Regions from separate parts of the Oryzias latipes genome. Here region 2 is linked to region 1. A link is a contact called in public Hi-C data. All regions are on one chromosome and are shown on one strand. The core of a region is the stretch at or near the end of the contact, and the rest is flanking DNA. Distances in the headings are between cores, read along the strand shown.

The links. Hi-C and Micro-C count contacts between places; a contact is called where the count stands out from the background.
Region 2: a Hi-C map of fibroblasts shows a contact between it and region 1, with 6 times the contacts expected there. The contact joins the promoter of adamts1 here to the enhancer-like site in region 1. A contact is called at or near these places in 4 of 5 Hi-C or Micro-C datasets (embryo, fibroblasts and gastrula embryo).

The regions. Positions count from the first base shown.
Region 1 is chr2:21,582,064-21,587,631 of ASM223467v1, forward strand. No RefSeq gene overlaps it. Among protein-coding and RNA genes, the nearest start is that of LOC111949230, 9.0 kb to the left of the region's middle. Within about 2 kb of position 2,483, at least 5 of the 8 cell types and tissues checked have an H3K27ac peak or open chromatin away from gene starts, as enhancers often do. A contact at or near this core is called in gastrula embryo, where this site is marked.
Region 2 is chr2:21,830,017-21,835,584 of ASM223467v1, forward strand. It overlaps adamts1 (ADAM metallopeptidase with thrombospondin type 1 motif 1), which reads left to right and starts at 3,428. Exons shown (of 8, transcript NM_001104716.1): 1 at 3,428-4,314; 2 at 4,875-5,215; 3 at 5,295-5,427; 4 at 5,507-5,568. The coding sequence starts at 3,726.

The DNA.
Region 1 (5,568 bases), core at 1,233-3,732:
CTTCCAAAAAATTGTGAATTCACAAGTTTACTGCAAATGTTTTTATATTAAATGTTGCTTTAATTTGCAAATTACTTAATTATTTATTTTTTCTTCTTTAGTTCTTTTTTTATCCTCAGATTGTTCTGTTGGGAAAGAAATGCTGGCAAAATTTTCACTCTCACTTGGTTTGGTCTGCCCTCACTTTGAATTCGTTGGAGAGGACCAGTCCAAACCTGCGACCTCCTAAAGGGTCGACTAACTGTGCACCACAGCCACCCCAAGATGAAAGAATAAATGTGTGCAAATACGTAAGTCCGTTCATCACCTGTTGCAGGCTGGCCAACCCTGGTCCTCAAGAGCCTCAACCCTGCCTGGTTTCCAGTTTTCTCTGACCACCTTGCTACTGTTTGGTTGACTCAAGTAATTCCACATCCTGATTGACTGAACACACCTAATTTGGGTTGTCAGCATCAAGCACAGCAGGGAAAGCTGGAAACCAGGCAGGGTTGAGGTTCTTGAGGTCCAGCGTTGGCCAGCCCTGCATCTCGATAACTGCCTGCACTGCATTACATTTCCCAATCGATCAACAAGACATCTATTGATTTTTTTTTAGATCTACACCACTTCCATCAACTACTTCTTGGTTACTATCCGCTTACTGAACCCACTGTGAACCCTTTAGGTACACAGAGTTATCGGATCCTGTCCCAGCTACTGTTAGGCAAAGGTAGGGTAACCTTGGACAATTTACTACTCTATTGCAGGGCTAGTTGTTGGTTTACTTTTGCTTTTCTGGTCCATAGAATTATCCGTCTGCTTTCATGCCAAAGTGGACCGCATCATGGTTCACCTGGAATCATACGGTGACCATTGTTTTGAGGGTTCCCTTCTTTGGTTCACACCATAGTTCAGATGAGCTAAACCGATTCAATCTGAACTTTGGTCCAACTCTGGCATTTCCAGCAGCATGCAAATGTTCTGACTTCCACGTTTTATTATTTCCCAATAAAGCTTTATTACACTGTCATTTTGAGATGCTCCCTTTAACACTGCAGTTTTAACTGAAGCAGGTTTGCGTTGGTTTATGTGAATTTTCCACCTCGGAATCATTTGGAATAATAGAAATTGTGTAGAGACCTTGGTTAGTTCAGAGAGCTTGGGTTATCTTGTCGGCAACAGCAACGATGTTAAAGCGTTAACAGAAAAAGAAAAAAAAACGTAAAAAGTAGGCGGAGGACCTTTGCCTTAATGTCCTCCATTGCTTCCATTTTATGTTGCAAAAAAAGACATCCAGGGAGTTTAGCTCATCTATGACTTCTTATTTTAAACCGAAATGATCTCAAACTGAGTTGATCTGAGCAGAGAAGATCAAGGAAATGGAAGAGTAGTATAATAGAAAAGCTGCAGGGTAAGTTTATCAGCAAACCACACATGAAGTGGAAGGCCAAATTACTCCAACCTTTCTTAAATAATGGGGTAAATATTTATCAATACGAAACTGTGTCCGGGTGGTATGGGCATTTCAAATTTAAGTTTTGATCAACGTAACATTTGTTTAAATAAACTATCTTTGAACTGGGTTGAATTGTCGTAAATGTAAGTGCACTGTGTGTGTCAAAATTCTTTGGCATAAGATTATCTGTTGTTGTTTTTACCATCCCCAAACTCTCCGTGTAGATTTAGTCTTCTGTCAGATCTTTGGTCCTGCGGTGTGTCTCACTGCTCCTATCGTCTTCCTTTTCTCTCTTCTGGCTATTGTGTACTCCATCTTTCCTATTTTATCTAATCGCCTCTGCCTTTATCTCTCTGTGTCTATCATCTCCAGGCCTCTCTGGTTATTAGTCTAATGTGCTTGATGTTGAAAGTCTTTCATCCTCATCCACAGGGATGCAGAGGTACAGATAGGGACAGAGAAGTCAAAAGATGGAAAAAAACAAGTTTGGGATTTGACCCATATATTTCTCTTTGAGTATGGACTGTGTGCCGTTCTTTAAAGTAAATATGTTTTTTTTAAATCTTTGTTGTGTCAGAACAAATAGAAAAATAACATAAAACATCAAAGTTCTGAGTTATGAGTTTAAGGTTAAAAGGTTCACCGAAAAAAAATAAATGTGGTAATTGGAAGATTTGAATTAAACTTTTTCCAGCACAAAAACCACTTTAAACAGTAGCTAAATCCTTTTCAGCTTTTTTACCCTGTGGGGATAGAGTGCACTCACACACATTTAAGGATTTACTTTGGCCCACAGCATCCACCATGTCTGGCTTGGCTGACACCACCTCTTGTTACTGGGACTGTGCCTTGAGGTCACTGCTATGGCTGGGTCCTCTGTGGATAAAAACATCCCCTTTTTTGGTAAAATAAGGACCAACTTGTTGGAAAGTACTCTGGTAAAATGTGCAGCTCGTTTATGAAACTGAGCTAAGCTTGTTCTATCAGCTTTGGTCCACCTTAAGAGAATTCAGGGTGCAGTTTTCCATTTTTACCCGTTGGTGTCAGTGTTGTACCGCAGTATGACCCTCTGCTACAGCCTTGTGTAGTCCAGATGAGGGTTTGGTTTTTAAGGTGGCTCAAGGGAGACAGACAATAGTTACTTCTGTCAGAAAGCTTGAGTAAATGACAGAAAATAAAGATCCTGAATGAAGTTTTGATGATTATCGAATTGCTCCCGGCTCCTTCTGGACTTGTCCATCACACCTGTGCTGGCTGTGTCTTGGTGCAGGCATGTGGCGGCTGACACAAGGAAAGCAGCTTACGGCTCCTGGTCCCTGGTCTGGGAGCCCTCTCCGGCTGCCACCAACAGGGCTTTATCGGTCTTGAGGATTACTGTGATTTCATTAGCTGCACAAACACACACACACATGCATGCATGGATGGTATGCACGCATAGTGTAAAGAAGGTGCAGGTTGCTGGTGATAATGTGGCCGTAGCTGTGCTTTTTTTTAAGGCCACCGTTCGTCACAGGGTCTTTAGTTATCTCCAGTATATGTGTGAAAAAAGGGCGCATAACCCATGAGAGGTTGTTGGAGCAAAGGTTGAATGGAAATGGAGGTGGGTTCTGTGTGGACTACCAAGCCAAACAGCAACAGTAACTATGGTCATCTGTGTGTACTAACATTCTTGCGTGTGATTGTGCTGACTCAGGCCAGCAGAAGAACTGAAGAGAAGCTTCTCATCCTCCAACTTCTCTAAAGTGATTGCTTTAATCCAGTGGTTCTTCTTTCATTAAAATATTCTTATCCATCCAAAAACCATCATTTTTCTCAAAGGTAAACTGTTTTGTATGGAGTCTTCAGAGTGTCTGCGAATTAGGCACCAGACGGGTTTGTATCTTATCTCCTTTGATGTAAACTTTCTCCTTTTTAGGGCCCGAGCACGGAGTGCAAGGACCCTATTGTAATTCGAATGTTTATTATTATTATTATTATTATTATTATTATTATTCTACCGGAAGAGTCGCCTTTTTGAGGCCTTTAACATACCCCAAAACTCACCAAATTTGGCACACACATCAGGAGTCGCGAAAAATTTCGTATTTTATAGGAGATTGGCATGGGCGCAGAAAAACGGCTCGATAGCGCCACCTACAGTGACTTTTGTCCCGACGCCCCGCATACGCTTTAACGTACAAGCTTGATTTTTACAGGGCATGTTCTTCAGATGGAGACCTACAAAAAAGTCTGAAAGGACCCACCTGTCACTCGCACAGGAAGTCTGATATATTGAGGTCAATATGTCATTTTTGCTCCATTTTGGACATTTGCAGGCCTCGCTCTAGAACGAACTCCTCCTAGAGATTTGTGAATAATGACTCCAAACTTTGGTTTTGTAAACTAAACACATGTCCGATGTTAAATTGCGAAGCTTTTAAGTTTTTACGGATGTTTGTGACCGTGGCGGCGCGTCGAAAATGGAGGTCATTTTGAAAACACGCCATGAAAAGAAAAATGGCCATTACTCAGCCATGCAAAATCCAATCTGATCCAAAATTGATATGCATGATTGTAGTCTGACCCTGACCACATCAGAAGTGGAAAAATCCAGAACAGGTGTAGCGCCACCTGCTGGTAAAAGGAAATGACATGTTTTACTTGGAGCATCACTGCTCCAAGTAGGATGAGCCGACACACCTCAAAATGATGTCCACCTGTTGAAAAGCCATTGATGTTTACTCTGATAAAAAGCCTTAACTTTCAATGCGGGGGTGTGGTCGTGACAGAGCGGCGAAGTTGGGCGTCTCGCCATGCACACAAAAGTTGCTCTCACGTGCACATTCCTTGTCCAATCTCACTGAAATTCAATAGAGGTGATGAGGCTTCCATTCTGAACCAATGGATATGACAATCTTGGACGAGCTCCATAGCGCCACCTAGATATTGACAAATACATTTTATGTCACATTCTGACCTATCTTTTCTCTGTGCTTTGTCCGACATTCATAAAATTACAACAGGAGATACTCATAAGGGTCTTCTCTCATCGTCTAAAGTTTCATGGGTGTACACCTGACGGTGCCTGCGCAAGCCAGTGCCAAACAGGAAGTGGTTGATTGCGTTGCAGTCAGATAATTAAAAATTCATAAAAAATCAGCCGTTTGTATCACGAGGCTGAGATTTCAGAATGAGAGGCCTCTTACATATCTCCAACTTAGATACACAGCACTTGCATGGGTGAACAAAAAACGGCTCAATAGCGCCACCTACCATGTTTGTTTTTGAGAGCCCCGCCATGTTCTTTAACATACAAGCTTGATTTTTACAGGACATGTTCATCAGATAGAAACCTACAAAAAAGTCTCTTGGGACCAAGCTGTCAGTCGCACAGGAAGTCTGCTATATTGGTGTCAATATGTCATTTTTGCTGTATTTTGGTCATTTGCAGGCCTCGTTCTAGAACGAACTCCTCCTAGAGATTTTTGAACAATGACTCCAAACTTTGGTTTTGTAAACTAAACACATGTCCGATCTTAAATTGCGAAGCTTTTAAGTTTTTACGGTTGTTTGTGACCGTGGCGGCGCGTCAAAATTTGAGGTCGTTTCGAAATCACGCCATGAAAAGAAAAATGGCCATTACTCAGCCATAAATAATCTAATCTGATCCAAATTTGTTGTGCATGATTGTAGTCTGACTTTGAACACATCTGCAGTGGAAAAATCCGAAACAGGTGTAGCGCCACCTGTTGGCAACAGGAAATGACATGTTTTACTTGGAGCATCACTGCTCCAAGTAGGATGAGCAAACACACCTCAAAATGACGTCCACCTGTTGAAAAACCATTGAAGTTTACTCTGATGAAAAACAAATCTTTCAACGCGAGGGTGTGGTCGTGACAGAGCGGCGAAGTTGGGTATCTCGCCATGCACAAATGTTGCTCTCACGTTCACATTCCTTGTCTGATCTCACTGAAATTAAATAGATTTGATGAAACTTCCATTCTGAACCCATGGATATGACAATTTTGGACGAGCTATATATGTTCATAAATGATCATGAAGCATGATCATATAATCAAGCTTCATAGGAAATCAGCCGTTTGTCTCAGGAAGCTGAGATTTCAGAATTAGATGCGTCCTACAAAGCTCCA
Region 2 (5,568 bases), core at 2,178-4,677, 250 kb after region 1:
CACGTGAGAGGAAACAATCGGAATTGGGTCACTTGAACCATGCAGTGGAAATGCGGCCTAAGAATGGTAGCCGACCGCAGCGATAGTAAAAAAGAAAAACAGAAAGAAAGAAAATTTTAAAAAAAGAAAATTGGGTATTCTCAACCTACTTACGTTTATATATTTATTTATTTAGAGCTTTTTTTTTACTGCAGCAACAGTCGGCTGTCACTTAGCCTACTTTAGGCTAAGTGACATGTTTACGATGTTTACACCCTGTGACCCTTTTTGACAGTTTGTTAACAGAGGAAATTTAGTGCTCAAGACAAAGAAAAGTCAGCACATAAATCTTTGTCTTTATGAAACGTATCTTTTCCACAGATTCCTTACCCCATACCTGCAGCCAAGGATTGCAAATCATAGGACTTCCATTATTCTTTCTCTCATTGCTTTGCCCCGCCCTTGTAATTCCTGGCCACTGACTGAAGACATCTTCAGTCACATGGTTCTGTTTGCAACCTTGGATTCATAAAGGAATTGTCCGCCTGAAGGCTGTCTGAGTACAGACCAAGCACAACGTTCAGGACTCCATCCGGACCATCTGACTTTTCTAGTCTAAATACACCCTTCGTGAAACCAATGTGACCTCCTGTACACTGACATCTATTCGCTGTTATAAACTCCACTTTGCCACCAGGGGTTGACTGTAACGTAGGTCACAGTGCAATAAAACAGAAATACACTCAAAGCAATACCAAAACAAACCAAGTTCTAATCTAAACCAAGAACAAGATTTGCTCCAACATTATATTCACCACTCATATTAGCATTTATTCCATAAACATAGAAAGTACATGTCAGGTCAGAAAAAAAATGTAAAATCTTTAGTGTTTGGTGTAAAAATCCTATTCCTTCTAACAGTACTAGAATAATTTTCCAACTTTTATTTTGTAAACTTTGAAGCTTGAACCCCTTAACACCAGAGATTTCGCTGAAGACACCTAAATACCACGCCCTTCGACCTACAGTAAGTCTTTAGCCGTTTATACGATCAACGTTAGGCCAAGTTTATGAAAAACACATATCGCGAAAGTAGGTGGAAATGGCAATAAACGGTTCCCTTAAATGTTCTAAAACAATCTTATGGCAGCTTGAAGTATTTATGGAATAAAACAAATCCATTTATGCATTTGACCACTCGGATGGACTCCTTTACATTGTTGACCAATCGGATGGAGCCCTTTTATAGATAGATGACTTTATTAAAATATATATTGGGTGTTCGCCTCCTATGTAGACGATGGTCATTTGGAGTGTGTTTTTTTAAACTGTTGCAGTGAAATGGAAATTATGATTTTGGTTGTTTTGCTATTTGTTCATGTACCGCAAGTTATATCGCCATCGCAATATTGATCACCAATATCGCATATCACAAGTTTTTCTCATATCATGCAGACTTAATCAACGTGAATCCGAGAAAACCAATATGCAACACACAACTCAGATAAAGTGTTGCATGATGGCACAAAGTCTCTTCTCTGTGCAACAAAATCCTCCCATTTACTTAGATTGCGTTATAAATTAACTAGTTCTGCAATTTATGATGTTAATTGCGTAAACGGTTGAAGAGTTACAGTAGTCAAAAGAACGTAAACACTGTTGTTAAAGGGTTAAGCTCCAGCATTGGTTCTCCATTATTTATTACATCACGTTTCAATTAATTTTGAGAAATCTGCCATTTTTGTAGTCAGTCAGACTATTTCAAAAAATAACAGACTCCTATTGAACTTTATTTACAACCACAGAAGAAGAAAGAAACGTGAACTCACGATTCCCTTCTACATTTGAGCTACTTCCTGTCTCCCCTATTGTCTTTTCAGAGTGACTTTACGTCAGATCCAAACACTAAAAAACATAAACGATAGGCAAGCATGAAATACATGATCTAAAGTAAGAATGTATAAGCAGTACACTGGTAGCTCACACCAAGTTAGCAAAAGGCACGCCCTGTTCTAAAGATCGCCCCGTCTAACCTCGCTGCCTGCGCTGCAACTGAACAGGAAGTATGCAAAACATTAAAAAAAATGTACATCATGCAGAAATTGCACGTACAGCACCCATCAGTTTATTTTATCAGTTTAATTTATCATCAAGCATCTCGTGATGACAGGTGAGGGTGATGATTCCCCCAATTTGTCACAGAATCCTCCCAAACACCTCTGAATCCCTGCAAGGTATGATCAAATCAACAACACAGATTTCCCAGGTTTCCATTCAGGTTTCTAATTCTATTTCTGCTTTGACTTTGATTCATATGTAATTTTTTGTTTCATTATGTTGTGCCTTAAAATTGACATTTCAATTGTTTTAAGTCAGTAAAGCATTTTCGCGTTACTGTTTTTTGAGAACATCAAACATCATTTCTTGAAAATCAGAGATGATTTGGGCTCCTTGCTGGTGACCTGAACTCTCCACGTCGCCCCCGCGTGCCTCATCAAATCCTGCTTTGACATTTTGGGAGTCTGTACTTCTAATCCCACAGCGCCCCCTGTCGACCAAACATCAGAATCTGTCTCTCACAGCTCTCATTCCCTGTATGAAGTATAAAGAACATGTCTGCCCTTCAGTGGATAACAATTGAACTGCAATAGTTTATATTTTCAGGGCCAATCCTCTTAAGGGGGACTTGTATGAAATTTCTGCTCTCAAACTAAAGTTTTTATTAGTTTTGCATAATTTCAAGCGAAAATATGTTTATTTATTACTGTTTTTTTAAATTTAATGTTGAACTGCATGTTATTAAAACTTACAATATTTTTAAAATGTTTAGGTTTTATATTATTATCTAGGCTTAAAGGATTCGCGCTAAAAGTGATTTTCATTAAATTCAACTGTACTGTGCATAGGAACGCAAATAGAAAGCATGTGTGTGTGTGTGGGGGGGGGGGGGGGGGGGGGGGTCTAAGGGCTGGAAGTCTTGGAAAAACGTAGCAACACTTGGCTGGTCCACCTTAAAACCTCAGTAGCCCCTCTTCGCTCCTGAGGCGCGCCAAAGCCGGCTTGGCTGTAAGGTGGAGAGCCGGGGTCCCGGAGAGCGGCTGTCCCCACATCTCAAACTGAAATAAAGTGAATTTAAAATCAAATCTGCACTCACAACGAAGTTTTTTTATTTTAGTTTGGATTTGGTCTCCGAACACAAATGTATTGGTTTGACTTGTATTATGAGTCTTTTGAAAGGCACAGGCTGAGGGGGGAAAAAAGATTCTCTCCCACTCCACCAGGATGATTGATTATCGTGGCAGCGCTCCAACTCGCTGCTGCGTTTTCCTTGCGCACGGGATTTGGCTCCGCCAAGATCAAAGGGCCCTCAGGAAAGGGGTGGTCCCGGGCCAGGGGAGGGGGGTGAGAGTTATATATAGGAGGATCGGCTCGGGTCTGACTGCAAGGCAAGAGCAGACAGCAGACTAGACGGTCTGAGAAAGCTGCCTCCTGACCTCTAAAAAGTCTGAGAGCATAAAGAGAGCCACTGGAATTTACTGCTGATCTCCAGCTTTGGTTTGCATCTCCTGCAAAGACAGATAGGAGATGCTCCTCTGAGTTCTGCACTGGATTTTTCTGAAGATTATTTGTGTGCGCGTGCGTAATTTTGTGGACACTTTTGTGGAAGAAATATCGAAAGGATTCCTTTTTTTGCTGTTTGAAGGACTTTGCTCTGATTACTACTTGTTGGATCCCAGCGCTGCGTAATGTGGCTTCTACACGTTTCCATCGTCGCGCTGTGCGTCGGCGCAGCGCTCTGCACCTGGGAGGAGAGCACGGTGGTGCCGGTCCGGCTGGAGCCGGACCAGCGCGAACCGTGGCGGACTCTGTCGGCGGAAGAGGAGCAGAAAGTCGGGGAGATGAGGGTCTATCAGCTGGACGTGTTTGGAAAACAGCTGATTCTGCGGCTCGAACCTGACCAAACCTTCTTGGCGCCGGGTTTCGTTTTCCATGTTGTGGGGAGCCCGGAGTCCGTGCCGGCACTGGCTGGATCCGACAGCGGATCGGAACCGGGCTGCTTTTTCTCCGGCACCGTGAATGGAGAGGCGCATTCCGCCGCTGCGCTCAACCTCTGCCGCGGGCTGAGCGGCGGCTTCTTCTTTGAAGGGAATGAATACTTCATTCAGCCCCTCGACTCCAGTGAGTTGGACCAGGTCCACTCGATTCGGCGCAGAAGCCGGGCGGCTCACAAGGAGGAAGGGAGCTCCAAGTGCGGGGTCAACGAGGACGAGGAGAGAATGCCAAAGAATCCGGGAGAGGAGGCCAGTCACGGAGCCCCTAACGCAGAACAGACAGGTAGTCTCGCGCGCATTTCACACACCATCACTCACTCTCAGCATAAACCCAAACTTTCACAGCAGAAACTCTACAAAAAGTACGCAAAACTTTGACAAATTTTAAACAAATTTACGAGGAAAGAATGTTTCTGTTACTCCAAAAGTGTTTCCAGAGTTCTGGATGGATGTGTGCGCCCTGTACAGCGTGCTCAGTGCACTCAGCCACCCTTTGACAGCGCTGTCAGCGCGCGGCCAGGAAGGAAAGGAGGGAGGGAGGGAATAAATGTCAGCATGTGTGTGTTGGGCTGGACTCGTGGAAACAGAAGGAATAAAGGAGGGGGGAGCAGGCGATGGGGACAACTGGAGCTGGTTGGCGCTGAGAGGTTAAACTCCTGGTACAAGTCGCCCCAAAGGAGTTTATTTCTCCCAAGAATTTATGGCTTTGTCACAAATTTAGAGAAGGCCACTTTTAGAGTCCCTGAAGTAGAGGAGGAGGAGCCATGGGTGGTGTGACAATGAGGCAGCCGCTGGTCTCTAACAGAGTAATATCCCATTAACGTTCTTCTGGTCTCCTTACAGCTCGCCAAAGAACCAGGCGTTTCGTTTCCACCCCACGCTACCTCGAGATCATGCTGGTGGCAGATCAGTCCATGGCTGAGTTCCACGGTGCAGGGCTCAAACCCTACCTCCTAACCATCATGGCTGTGGCATCCCGCCTCTATCGTCACCCAAGCATCCATAACTCTATCAGCCTGGCGGTGGTGAAGCTTCTGGTGGTGTACGAGGAGGAAAAGGGCCCTCAGGTGTCATCCAACGCAGCCATGACCCTCCGCAACTTCTGCCAGTGGCAGCGGCAACACAACCCCACAAGTGACCGCCACCCGGAGCACTACGACACAGCGGTGCTGTTCACCAGGACGGTAGGTCCAATGACAAATAGATAAAAGTTGTGGTAAAGAGTTTTTGGATGTTGATTTTGAGCTCCATCTGATTGATTAGGATCTTTGCGGTGCCAAGAACTGTGATACCCTGGGCATGGCAGATGTCGGCACAGTGTGCGACCCTGAAAGAAGCTGCTCAATAATTGAGGATGATGGACTCCAAGCAGCTTTTACAGTTGCACACGAGCTGGGTACGAGTGTTGATGTGTTAGTATAACGCATGGTGGTGCATAAACTCAAGCATGGCATTAAAAGTATCATACATCCCAGGTCACGTCTTCAACATGCCGCACGATGATGCCCAGCTCTGCTCTGGTGTGAACGGGCCTCAC